Regions from separate parts of the Mus musculus genome. Here region 1 is linked to region 2. The links are chromatin contacts, called in public Hi-C maps. All regions are on one chromosome and are shown on one strand. Each heading gives the region's core, a stretch centred on a gene start, on an enhancer-like site or on the middle of the called end of the contact. The rest is flanking DNA. Distances are from core to core; before and after follow the strand shown. Region 1 has its middle 62 kb from the start of Tenm3. Region 2 overlaps Tenm3 (teneurin transmembrane protein 3).

The links. Hi-C and Micro-C count contacts between places; a contact is called where the count stands out from the background.
Region 1: a Hi-C map of liver shows a contact between it and region 2, with 4 times the contacts expected there. The contact joins two enhancer-like sites. A contact is called at or near these places in 15 of 484 Hi-C or Micro-C datasets (the HL-1 cell line, cerebral cortex, embryonic stem cells and 2 more), 7 of 115 datasets of contacts at active chromatin or transcription factors (embryonic forebrain, embryonic stem cells, forebrain and 1 more) and 1 of 9 other capture datasets (adipose tissue).

What each region holds. Positions count from the first base shown.
Region 1 is chr8:48,732,669-48,739,845 of GRCm38.p6, forward strand. It overlaps a transcript of Tenm3 not described here. Among named protein-coding and RNA genes, the nearest start is that of Tenm3, 62 kb to the left of the region's middle. Within about 2 kb of position 1,308, at least 7 of the 459 cell types and tissues checked have an H3K27ac peak or open chromatin away from gene starts, as enhancers often do. A contact at or near this core is called in liver, where this site is marked.
Region 2 is chr8:48,542,624-48,549,655 of GRCm38.p6, forward strand. The region is part of intron 2 of Tenm3 (teneurin transmembrane protein 3); the gene reads right to left. Among named protein-coding and RNA genes, the nearest start is that of Gm39178, 110 kb to the right of the region's middle. Within about 2 kb of position 3,213, at least 5 of the 459 cell types and tissues checked have an H3K27ac peak or open chromatin away from gene starts, as enhancers often do. A contact at or near this core is called in liver, where this site is marked.

The sequences.
Region 1 (7,177 bases), core at 58-2,557, 190 kb after region 2:
CAGTAACACTTGCATAGCTACAAACCCGAAACGCATCCACAGTGACGATGCTCCTCCTGCACAGTTTAAGAGGCAAGATACTGAATTTGCTTTTCCCCGTGAGAATCTTGTTGGACATAAGTTATTAATTCTCTAATGAGGTCATTAGAAATCATGTAAACTATTTCATGTCAATGTTTTGGTGGGGTTTATTTAGCAAAAAACCAAAAACAAAACAAAACACCCTATTTGCCAGCACAGAACTCAAGAAAACACACAGTAGGAGTTTTATGTGCATAAAAAATGTATCCATACCCGTCAGTGCATTGAAAGAGAAAATATATACAGTACACAATATATGTCATTCTATATTCTTTACACACATATTTTATATAATCCTGATGTCCACAAAGTACCCTTTGGTTCTTTAAAAACAGATATTCTCTCTCTCTCTCCCTTTCTCACTCTGTCTCTCTCTGTGTCTCTGTCTCTGTCTGTCTCTCTCTCTCTCTGTGTGTGTGTGTGTGTGTGTGTGTGTGTGTGTGTGTGTGTGTATAAGAGAGACAGAGAGCAAGGTTCATATGTCCCAACCACAGTGTGTGCACAGCGGTCAGAGGGCAATCCTCAATCGTTTCTTTTTTCCTTTCACGGCAACAGAGATCAAGGGCTTTAAAGCCAGGCCATCAGGTTTAGCAGCAAGCACCGTTACCTGAACCATCTCACCAGGCACATGCTTGCTTTATACATTTACACCATGTGCTCCTGAATGGCAAGACTGTCTTCTATTCACAATACATTACTATACTGTCAACATAGGAAGGGTGACAAATGGGCAGTAAGATTTGGTGTGTGTGTGGGGGGGCATCATAATATAAACAGCAAACACTGTTCCTTCCCTCACAGTGTAGCATCTTGGCCCAGATGGCAGCTGGGGGCCACTTAAACAGGCTTGAAGGTCAACTCTAGCATGAAACAGTTTTACGACACTGGACAGTCCTGTGGGGGTTTTTTGTTTGTGTTTATTTTGGTTTTCCTGATCTAAATGTCTGATCGGGAAAGGTGGACAGCCGTATCTGTGTCACTGAGCTGCAATTAAACAAGAAGACATCCCAGGGAACCCGGTGGCTCCTTTTGCTGTTCGGCTGCTGTCCATTTCCTTCACGGATACTCAGTTGGAGTTTCACATCAATGCCACAGGGATGTGTCCTTGAGCAGTGTATGGATTCACAGTATGCCTCGTCCTCTGGATTCTCACATCCTGTCACCTCGAGTGCTGTGTCCTCTGAACTCACTTCCATTACCTTGCTGTTTGCCAACAGACAAGTCACTTTAAGGCTATTACTGGCAGGGCCCTTTCTACAGAGTCATTAACCACAGTGTCCTCTAAAGTCTGGGGGACAGCCGTGATTCAGAGGTTGCCTTGGATTGCACCACAACGAAACCAAGAAAAATACATAGGCGGCCCTCTACATACACGCACGTCGGTCATTGCGGGCAAGTGTGGACAGGAGCTACTCGAAACCATTTTCATCCATACCGAACACGTACAGGTTTATTTTGTCATCATCTCCTATACCAATACAGCAAAGAAACCATTTGTATAGCCCTGACATTACACTACCTATTATAAGATACCAATATATAATACATAAGACATAAATCTATCTATACTAAATATCTATCATATATATTGATATGCAATATTATTATATATTATATATAATTGATACATAATATGTATGTTACAGATTACATAATTTAAGAATAATTTAAACTATAAGCAGGTTGAAGATACTATACTGTCTTATATATGGATTTGAGCATGCTCATTTTGGGGTATTTCCAGAGGTGTGATGCGAGCAAGTCATAGAACCAGCTACAACTGTATGGGGGCACTAAGATGACTACATACGTGTACATAGCACACATTCACATATATGTGCGTGGTCCATGTGACATAACTAAGCAGTCTTTCCCAAAACTGCCTAAAGACACTTATTAAAGTACTCTCTCTTCTTCCCTCCCTGGCTGCCTCCCTCCCTCTGTGCGTATATGTGTATTTATGCACATGCTGATGCATATTTCTGGACAGTGCGCATGGCTTGCATATGCCCGCAGGGAGAGGTCAGAGAACAACCTTGAGGGCCTTTCCTCCAGCACCACCCACCTTGTTTTCTTTATCATCTCTCACTGGCCTTGAACTCACCAAGCAGCCTAGGGTAATGAGCCAGCAGTCCCCAGGGATCTGTCTGTCTGTAACTCTTCAGTCTTCTAGGGATTACAAATCCATGCTGTATACACACACACACACACCCTTTTCCTGTAGGTTCCAGGAATCAAACTCAAATTCAAGCACTTCCCAGATTCATTTATACCCCTAAACCCTAGACAGGAAAATTCTTGGGCCCCATCCTGGTAGAGTAAATGAGCTGCCCTTAGGAAGTCCTTCAAGGGACTCTGTAGAAAGCTTGCTCAAGTTGGAGAGCTGCTGCCAAATGTAAAACCATTATATCCTTTGGTAGCTACAATCAACAAGGAACTCTTCAATGTATTTAGAACCTTTTTTTTTTTTTTTTTTTCCCCAACGAATTCCACACTGAGGGAGCTCTCTGTGAAGCTGTGAGAAGAAAATGCACTCAGGGGTAACTTTTTTTTTTAATAGTTATTTTTAAAGCACCGTTTGAAAGAAAGAAAAGAGGAAGTTAAAAATAATAATCCAACAGGATTTGGCCCACAACGCTTTCCATTTAATTTCGCATTATTTGGGGCTATTGTGCAAATGGAAAGCTTCCAACACAGCTCAATCTCTCTGTGTAGAAGCAAAAATATCAAAATTCATTAAAATTTCTAGATTAACACCTGAAATAAAACTCATGACTGCAAAGCCACCCTCCCTCTTCAGACAGGAGCACAAGAGTTTAGAAGGCCACAGGTGAAGAAGGAGACACCATGAAGAATGAGTTTGTTACAGCCTGATCTGTGGGTTCTTCATGGGTGTCAGACTCACCATGTAGAGTTTGCCTTACATGGAGTACAGATGCACTTTCTACTAAAGTCCCACCCGCAGTACTTAGACTCAGAAGTCCTTAACTGTCATTTGCGTTGAAACTGGTGGCTCTGACAGAAGATCTGGCAGTTTTGTTATTGCAGAAGAAAGTTTTCAAGTTATTAATTTTCCCCAGGAATATATCATCTGCTGCTCGCGCATGATGTGGAAATAGTCCCGCGCTCAAGACAAGTCGAAATGGATGGAGCCCATAATATATTCTAATTTGGTCCATTCTTCTTTATAGCTGTGGCCAAGGGGGAAAAAAGACAATTATCTCTTGCATTTTATTCTTATAGCTTTGGAGTTGAAATAATTTAAGATTATCAGAATAACCTCCAGAAGCCTGAAAAGGAAGGACTTCGGTTTCTCTGCTATGTTCCCTACACCTGCCTCCTATATTTAGGTGAAAGTTCCAGATTGGGTAGCTAGTGGGCACTAGAAGAATAAAGAAAAGCCAGTCTTTGGGTGGGATGTATGCTGTAACTGGATGAAGCAGAAATACACAAAGGGGTGTGAAAACCAAGGCCTCCTGTGGTATTGGGCTGAGGCTGGTCCATGCTTTCAGAGTTGAATTTTTCAGTATTTTAGGGCAAAATTGGTGTCAAGGAAGAATGTGGATTTTTCAAAATGGCCGTCTAGAGGACTCAAAGGGTCCAGGTTCATCTTGTCCCATAGTTACAGAAGCCTGATTCTGGTACGCTCCGTAACCAGGAAGGGAAAGTCCCCTGGCTGTCAGCCACCACTCTTCTCAGAGCACTGCACTGCCATCTCTAGCATCCAGAGTCAGCAGGCTCCACACCGATCCCTAGCTTTGATCCAGACCTGCTGATGTCTGGCACTTGCTAACAATGCTGCCTTGGAAAGCCGCTCAGTTTGGAGCCCCAGACTCTCTATAGAGAACCCTTCCTTACTCCCAGGAAGTGATTCAGTCTTGATTGCTTTTTCGCTCCAGCTAGCCGAAAGAACCAAAGCTGGACCAGGCCCTCGAGTGAGCCCTGGCTCATTTACCTTACATCCACGACTCTTCCACCAGCCGCCAGCTCTCTTCCTAAACACAGGCTAGTGACTTACTCAGTTAAATGTCTGAAAATATTTATGAGCTGTGTGCTTTGGGGGCTACTTGCCGCAGCCCTGTACGCTCACACAATCTTAGGAGCTCCATCCCAATACAAGGGAAATGGGTTCATCTAAGACAAGGAAGGGAGAAGCCAGTGTAGTCTCAGGGGGCTGTTATCTTTGTGAGGTGACACAAAAATTAAGGTCTAAACTTTAAATTAATATCCAAGCCTGGCAGTTTATAGTACGAATGAACTCTTTTCTATTGTATTCAAATCTGTTACTTTCCAATGTTCTTGCAGCTTCAGTCCTTTGTTATGTGAACACAGGTTGAACTGCCTTAGCGACATGCCTGCCCATGTTTACACATATACACACTGTGTGTAAACACCATCAAAACCCAGAGCACTGAGTCGCCAGGATTCTGTCAGTGTAGTAGCCTAGCTAGTCGTTCATCGGAGTAATGGGCACAGAGACATTCGTTATATTATCTTCACTGATTGTTCTAGTGAGACACCTCTGGATATCTGAAACTGAAAACATAAAATCATATGATAACTAAAGTTCATATGTTAGTGGAAATCATAGATCATGAGCAAAGCAATAGAGGTTTTTTTTTATTCACATGTCCGAATTTCTCCAGCTAATAATATGTTTAAGTGAAAAAAATTGCACTTCAAAAGGATTAGCACTTTCTCTTTAACATCTACTAAATAAGAAAGATTCTGCTCAGTTAACCGCAGCTTTCTGCTGTTTAGAAAGCCCTGGAAGGGTAAGACATATCTGAACCTCTCCTCTAGGTGTCCATACTTGAACAGTGCTAGACATCAGTAAAAAATGACTTTCCAATTTGTCCTTTTAAACCGACTAATACTCTTAGGAAATATTCTCATCTTATCCTCTTTTAGAAAATTTTAAATGAGAATTTCTTTTTCCGACCCTGTCTTAAAGCTTCAGTAACTACCCAAAATGAGGGCCTTAAAAAAACAGAAGGAGAATGGGGGTGGAAGGCATGGTGGCTCTGTGGCTCAGGAGGTCGGAGGGACGAAAGCATCAGGAAGCCATCTCCACACTGCTGTGGGCTGTACCCAGCCTGAGGATGTGAATTCAGCACAACCCTTTGTTTTGACACAGGCATGTAAACTTCTGCACAGAGTCTCTGATTTGGAGTTTTTCCCTTAGGAGAACACATGCTTTACCAAACAGGACACGTTTTAGCATCAAGAAAAGGATATTTCCCCTCCGATTAAAGCTCCCCTCCTCACATCAAGGGTGTAAACTAAAAAGAATACAGTGTTCAAAGCAGAGTGATACTCTTTGACGCACCCATCCACGGAAGAAATGTAGGCTGACTGAAAGCAGCCCTGTGGGAGCTGGAGAGATGGCTCAGTGGTGAAGAACAATGACTGCCCTTCCAGAGGTCCTGAGTTCAATTCCCAGCAACCACATGGTGGCTCACAACTACCTGTAATGAGATCTGATGCTCTCTTCTGGTGTGTCTGAAGACAGCTACAGTGTATTCACATAAATAAATAAGCTGAAAGAAAGAAAGAGAGAGAGAGAGAGAAAGAGAGAGAGAGAGAGAGAGAGAGAGAGAGAGAGAGAGAGAGAGAGAGAGAGAGAGAGAAAGCCTACATGTTTCTCATACAAGTCTGATCTTTATTCATTTCTTCTGATGCTGGGATTTGAACCCAGTACCAGGCAAGCACTGTGTGTCATTTGAAAGTTGGCCAAATGAACTATTATCTTAATAAAAGTGTTTTCTTTCAGAAAAATTTACTTTTTACTATAAACTATCTTTGTAAGAGCCATTTGCTGAACTTGTGACATCTAGTATCTCAAGAGAGAGGTAAATGTCACATCTTCAGTCCCCTTTAAAACTATTCACTTTGTTTAAACAAACCAGATTGGATGATGGCAATTAATCTTAAAAACAAGTTTGCTTCGGTTTACCAAGATGATATCTTTTCTTGTCCCAGAAGTCAGAGATTTGGAAGGGGGCAAGCAGAGGGGCCACTTAGGAAACCAGTTAGAGGGTCAACCTCCGTTTTTGTTTTGTTTTGTTTTTTTAATCTAAGAAAACATGCCTTTGCCTAAGATATCAGAATTATGCCTTCCATATTAAAGTGTTTTATTTAGCCTGAAGCCAAGGAGATTTCAAATAATCCCATCAACCTCTCTGTGCGATTCTCACTCAGAAAGATGGATCAGCAAGGGGGAAGTGTTTCTGGATAGCCACAGAACTGTATTAAACTCTAAAATAAAGCATGACATAGAGAGATCAAAGGCTTGATTGAAAGAGGAAACCTGTTTCTTTAAATTCCCAAGTGTCTGGGCAGTACTGGAGAGGAAATGTAGCAGAGGCTCCCGATACAAGGAAATCTGGGTCCAGACTTGCCCCGACTTCAGGCAGACATTTAACCTGCAGGAATTGGGGTTTCCTGGTCTGCCAAACCAAGGGCAGCTATTGTCCCAGATTAAAAGGATAGCTGTGATGCAGACACAAGAGGCACACAGAACAGGCAATGGCATTTACTAGACACTGAATACATGCTACTTTCCTTCCTTTATTAGCTAGGTGCTGCTTTATGTATAAAATTCTCCACTAAAATACAGAGTCCAAAGGTGTCCCAGAGCCTTTATGTAGCAATTATGCCAATTTAAATATGAAAGTGAATTGTATGAACGGGATAAGCCTCCACATAGCCACAATCTGCAAGGATAACAATAGAAGAAACTCTGAAGGTCTCGAAAGGAAATTTTAATGAAAAAAAAAATTTCTTCTTTAAAAGTCAGCTGCTCAATAAATAGAAAAGTCAGTAGTTTATTGCAGACTTTATTTTAATATTCATGTATTTTAAGTATGTTGATTTGCTAACTGCACACTAAATCACATCGTTATTTAAATCTGCCCCCCTTCCAAATCTCCTGAAAGCAATTTCTCCTTTCACAACAGTACACATCTGACTGAGAGATTTGAGAGGTCTTGAATGCTTTCCACTTTATATTTGTTTGACTTATTGGGAGCAAGGGGGAAAAAAAACCCAAGTTGTATCTATATTTAAATAATTAAAAACAATCGACACGTTGCCT
Region 2 (7,032 bases), core at 1,963-4,462:
CCTGGAATTGGAGCCTCTCCAAAAGCTATGGGATGATCTCACCCAGCCAACCTGTAAGGGAATGCGAGCTGGGAACAGTTCAGGGGGAGAAATAAGCACTCACAGGGCCTACTTTGCAATGATTTCATAGAAGAAGTGGACTTACAGAGTTGGGGTCGAGAATGGAACAGGAGGGAAGCCAAGTCAGGCCAATGGAAACGGCCGGCTGACAGTTTAGCATGCAATGGAACTTAAACGTAGGAGCCCAGCCCTACAAACAACCCTCGATCTGTCGTAGGGTAAGCACACACCCTCTAAAGTCTTACTCCATCTTCTAGGGTCTTGGTCTGCTCCTTCCTCCAATTCAACACATGTTCACTGAACATCAGTCACGTGCCAATGACTGACCTAGGCTCTGAGGATATCAGTCTTCAGAAGGAATTCTACATTGACAAACCACAGAATGCAAGCTATTTTACAGAAGATATGAGTGAGTAGGGTCAATGTAATGAAAATCTATCATTACTGTGAATACACTAACTAGTATCCTTTTTTCCACTTGATACTATGTAACTATGATACTTGATACTTGATACATGCCACAGTTCCAGTGGGTTCCTTAATAAACATCTACGCACTGACATTTCAGACGCCGGGTCTTCCGAACACTGGTTTAAATTCACTTTTCTGACCTCATCCTCCAGAAGTCCCTTTCATGAACTTCCTGCTCAATGTCGGTTACTGACTGGCTGATCAAATCTACTTCACACATTCCCACTTTGAAAGTTTGCTCACGAGCCATCTTCCGCCCTGCTTTGGCCCTAGCCAATATCCTATCCCTTGTTTAAGCAGGCTTTTTTTTTTGGGGGGGGGGGGGATAGATGAGATCAAAGTGGTATCAGACACTGGTTATTTCTGAACTAAAGATAAAATCGAGGGTGAGACTGGGAAAGATATGAGCTCCCCCTCTCAAAAAAGGTTTGTAAGATTCTTAATAACTGATTGCTTATATACACTGGGATTATGTTAGCTTAAATGGACTCAAACTTGCTGAGTTTCAATAGATGCCGTGTAAAGGCACTTTTTAAACTTAGGGACTGACTTCCCTTAAGAAAGCGGTGGATGCAAGTCATGCAATACAGCCCTCGGCTCAGTCCCAGCGTGGGGAGAGCCAGGGTGGAGGATGGGAGGTTTTTAGCTGATGGATAAGCTCATATCTTAAATGTTCTGTCCCCAAGCAGGGGCTTCACGTGATCAGTGAGCTCTACCTCTTGTGTGGAATGCAGTAGGTGTGGCGGTTAAACAACACTTTACAGGACTCAAATGCATTATCACACGTTCATGGACCTTTGTCATTTCAAAAGGCCACAGCGCGTGCTCCTCTTCCATGGCTTACGTTAAAAACAGCTACACTGTTTTGGTTTCTGAAATTCTGAATTTAATTTTTTGGTTTTTTTTGGTCCACTAAGAGCTCCATCCTGGTTGGTCCTTACTCGTGTGATGGGTAAAGGTTTGTAACATGCTGTAGCTTTGCTTCCAAAAATATTACAATCTGGGGCTCAGCTCAGAGTGGACTGCTCTTGCAACAGACCTGAGTTGCATTCCCAGAGCCCATCTAAGCCTCTCTCTATAACAGCCTGAGTATCTGGCATCCCTGGCTTCTACAGGCAGCTGCACCTACGTGCACATACCCACTGGTCAACCATCCCTAAGTCCCCGTGTGTGTGTGTGTGTGTGTGTGTGTGTGTGTGTGTGTGTGTGTGTGTATGCATATATATATATATATATATATATATATACACATACATATACAAACATATACATACATATACAAACATATACATACATATATTAAATTAAACTTCTAAAAGTATGCTACAACTCATCCAGATAACTATTATTGCCTTCAAAGCATCCAGTAAGGGCTTTCAGCCTTCCTCAAATGAGGCAGCCATTTCTCCATATGATACCGAAATTCCTCTGTGAAAAGGCCTAGAAGGCTTTTAAGCATTGGGTTTTTTTTTCCCTGAATATAATTAACTGTGGTAAATACTCTCTCTTGAGAACTGATGTGATGTTTTAGAGGGGGCTGGGAAGAGCCAAGTGCTGATATACTAAGCCTTCAAGGATGGTAAGCATTGAGGTGTGCCTATGGAACAAGACTGTTTCACAAATAAACTCCATTTCAAAAGGGTGGCTTCAAACCTGTGCTGGCAAACAGTACTAAAACGAGCATGGGACCAGCGACATTTCTACACAATGCAGAGCACACTGAGAAGCAGGGGCAGCCCACCTTGGCAGCCATCTTCCTGAAAGTTAAGTAGGAGAATATTGGTCTCTTAAAGCTTTTCTGCCTAAGATGACTTCATTTCCTCAGCAGGACCAACAAAACGCGTGGGTAGAAAAACAGATGCAAATCATGCATACATTCAGTGCTCGTAGGGCACTTCTTTTCTTTTGAGGATTCTGACTTGAGTGAAGAAACCCTACGGAACTTCTCTCAGAAGCTGCTTTGTTTTAGAGAGTCATTTGTTGGGAACGCCCAGGAAAAGTCAGGCAACTTTTCCAAGGTCATGCTTTCTAGAAATTACGCTGCTCTACTTGATATCCTAGGTAAAGAACCTCAGAGGATTAAAACAAATTATAAAGAAACAAAACAAAATTTAAAAAACAAAACCAAACCAAAAACAAACGAACAACCATTAAAAATAAAATAAAATAAAATAAAAAAAAGGACAAGACCACTGATAGATCAGCCTTGGGAATGAAAGAGTAAACAAACACATAATTTATCATTTTGCCAGGTTCAATAAATACTATTTTGATGTGTTAATAGCTTTTAAAAAGTCAACACATTAGCTATCAATTAAGTAAACAAGCTATTAAATGGGAGCTAGAAACGTCAATGGGGGCATAATTTACTAATTTTCCAATCAATGATGCTAATCATTGTTGGATATTAATCAGGGAATGGACATTAGCCTTACCATAGGTGATCATTTACAATCATGGCTCCCAAGAATAAACAAAATTAAAGTTAAAGACAAAGAGAGGACTGGACAGAAACACCTTGTACTTGTTGATAAATAAAACAATTTGCCTTGAGCGAATATGGGCATCTTGGCTACCGTCAGTGGTGACAGTATTGATGGAAGGGTCTATGCAGCCGTCACATTCCTGGTCGTGTCAGACAAGGGATACAAAGCTAGGACTGAGGTCAGGACAAATCCTAGTTGGCAACTCACACTTCGGTGGCAGCAGTGTTGACTGATACAAATTTCAGTCAAATACAAACATGAGCTCTGATCTCATTCTGCAATTTAGTGATTCAATAACCTCCTGCAAACTATTCAATCTCTTTAAGCCTCACCTACAACACAAGGGGCAATGACAGGGTTTATTTCATAAATAGCCAGCTACATACATATTTAGGGCCCTGGAGCCTACACACTTCTTAAAGTCCCCAGCCCCACTCTCATGAGAGAAAGAACACGACCTTCTTAGGTTCTCACAGGGTTTAACCTCTAACAAGATGGGATTTAGAAGAGTATTTAATTACGTGGTTTGCTCTGGAAGTCAAATGTAGATATAAAGGGTTTATTATCATGAAGCCCATACAGTGGTCCACACCTGCAGGTCAGGCACTCTGAGAACTGAGGCAAGAAGATTCCAGGTATGTAGTTACCCATGGCTACACCGCAAATAAGGGTTGATTATATATATATCTTAACGGTGGGGTGCTTGCCTGGCATGTGCCAGGCCCTGAGCTCCTGCGTTCAAACTCCAGTGAAGCAAAGAGAAAGGACAGAGAAATAAGGAAAAGTAAATTCATACGAGTTTGTCGAAGTGAACTATCGCAACTACTGTGAGGCTTTAGCCTCTCTGCTAACAAATTTGCACTCTTTTTTTTTTTTTTTGAGACAGGTTTTTCTGTGTAGCCCAGGCTGTCCTGGAACTCACTCTGTAGACCAGGCTGGCCTTGAACTCAGAAATCCGCCTGCCTCTGCCTCCCAAGTGCTGGGATTAAAGGCGTGCGCCACCACGCCCGGCAGAAATTTGCAGTCTCAGTTAGTTGATTCTCAAGACTCTTGGGTCTTAAGGTCTCCAATTTGTACGTATTTTCCTAAGAGAACTTAGTTATATTGGGTTTTTGGTGGTGGTAGTTTGTTTGTTTTTGTTTTGTTTTTTAATTCATGGGCTGTTTTGTTTGTCAGGGCAAGAGAACAGAAATTCAGTCTCTTTTTCTATGAGAAGAGCACTCCTTGTCTCTCTGAGCAGCAAGTAAAGAAAAAGAAAAGAAAACCATTCATTTTTTTTCTACCCCAGCCCTTTTGGCATATTGACTTTACTCGAAACTGTCATTCTAAAGAATATATCTTGCCCAGCAGAGGAGAGAGTGCATTCCGTGAAGTGCTTGCCACTGGGCAGGAATCCCGAGTTCAAATCTCCCACATTAAAAATCTCCCATTAAAAAGCAGAGGACAGTGGTGGCTCCTGGTAGTATGGGAGCAGAAACAAGAAGCTTCCTGGAGTCACAGATCAGACAGCCAACCTTAGTAGACAAGGCCCCGTTATAGAGCTGGGTGGGGTCTGAGGGAAGAAAACGAAGGTCGATCTTCGGTATCTACATGCGCGTGCCCAAACATGTGTGCACACATATGAACACATAAATAAGTTATCTTCTGCTCTGGTCTGATTTTTGCTGCTCTTATCATTGAGCAAAGCCAAGTTGGGGAGAGGAAACAGCTCGTTTCCTTTCATGGATTACATCATCATGGATTACAGTGCATCATCAAGGGAAGCCAAGGCAAGAACCCAAGGCAAGAATTTGGAGGCAAGAACTAAAGTAGAAGGCACAGACCACCGGAGGAATGGTGCTTGCTGGCTTGATCCTCTCGGCTTGGTCAGCTTGCTTTCTTATACAGTGCAGGACAACCAGCCCCAGGGCGGCACTGCTCACAGTGACTTGGGTCCTCCTACATCAAAACTTAATCAAGAAAATGCCCAAGTCATTCTAGTTTGTGTCAAGTGGACAAAACCTAACCAGGCCATCCATCTTCACTGCCTTCCTCCATCAAAAGACTCTCATCAGAAGTTTCCAGTTTAAAGCACACATTCGAGGCTATTCAGAAGTCTGAGGCCTGAGATCTACTAGAGTCTAGCAGTTCAAGTTCTCTGGAGGACCATGCAACCTTATCTCAAAAATCAGAAAAGCCTTCAGGGCTAGAGGTGTAGCACAGTGTGGCTGAGACCTGGTACGTTGGAGATCACTAAGGGTCTTTATCGATGTTAACTGTGGGATAGCTGTTTTCTTATTCAAATGTACTACTAGAACTCTCTTTTAAAAGTCCTTACCCAGCACCTACCCGAAATTCAATTATTCAAAAATCTCACTTGAGTCAAAATGCAAAGAAACAGGGTATTAGTTCAAGAGGGTTTCCAAGAAGTTAAAACTAATAAAGCTAATACGATTAGGTCTGAGAAAAAGTCCTAACTCAGAACTTTTCTGTTCCTATTTTGTGCACAAATTACAATAGCACCAAAAACGCATCTTAGTTACTTGATGCGGTAATAAGAAATGAAAGGGGAAATTGCAGAGGGGAAGAGTGGAAACCCTCATCTAAAACTTATTCCTGTATGTGAGTAGTTAACTTTAAATAGGTTTATATAACCACTTTAAACAGTTAATGAAAGAATTTGGGAGTGTGCTCAATTCGAATGCAGGAGGCCATGGGTTTTGATGTCCAACTAGATGGGTGGGGAATGCTTCAACTTCAACAACAACAATAACAACAAAAACAACAACAACAACGTGATACTCAGGAGAGCAAGTTGAAAGTCAGAAGATGAGAACGTTCAAATTACCATCTGACCATTCACCACCAGTAGAACTCTGAACTTTCTTACCCTATACAAAAACAATTTTCCCATCAGCAATATGGGACATCTCATTTGGAGATGTTGTGAGAAAACCATATGGGATGTGTACAACATTTAGCCCAGTAAAGACTCAAAAATGGGTCAGAATAACAAGTGTAGGCATTGCCACCAGAGGGCCATTCAGACAGGGCATACCTAGCCATCAACCGCAACCAAAGAGACTGTTAATACTTTTAACACAGACCAATAAGATAACTGATGCTCTCACAAAGGTGACTTACAGTCCTCAATAAATCAAACTGTATTTAGTATACTCATTCAACAAGCGTTGACTGACAACTGTTGTCTCAGCATCGAGGATGACGCTGGCATACGAAAATGACTAAGGCTGTGACCTGAAAGAACTTGTCCCCCGCTGGGGAGAGCAATGCAATCGGATGACTATGACTATGACTATAACTTGGTAAGTGCTATTCAAAAATATGTATAGGGTGCCATGCAAGGGCAAAAGAAGACTTTGCCCCAGGCAGTCAGGAAAGGCTTCTTCAGAGAAGATATGCTACGCAAGCAGACTCTTGGCAGACTGGTGAAATAGGAAGAGTGGGTTGCCCACAGCACAAAGGCTGCTGGCACATGGATGGAACGAACAGAGCAGCGGAGGCTGAGGCAGGACCAGGAAGGGTCTGGCAAAGACTCAGAAGGAGATGGTAGAGGTTGGAAGCGAGACAATAGGAAGGCGAGGCAGCCATGTGGTGAACCAGAGAAACGGCCTAAGAGATGACGACTGGCTGAATGTGGGCCCTGACACGGGACAGCAGGAGTTACAATAGTTCATAACTCAGTTATGGTTTTCCTTCAATCAAACACAATGTTTTTCCTTCAATAAAAGGTTCTTAATGCAATAAACCAGAGGTTTGTTTTTTTTTTTTTTATGAGACATAACTCTCTTGAAGTAACTACTTTTAGTGACTTTGAGATCCTAAAATTTGAGTGTTATGTAATTCACTGCATGATATGGAACTATCTCCAATAAAGCATGAAATAACATTACAGATATTTGATAATGGGTTCTCTCTCTCCCTCTCTCCCTCTCCCTCCCTCTCTCTCTCTCTCTCTCTCTCTCTCTCTCTCTCTCTCTCTCTCTCCCGTGATAAGATTTGTGTTTAGTTTTGA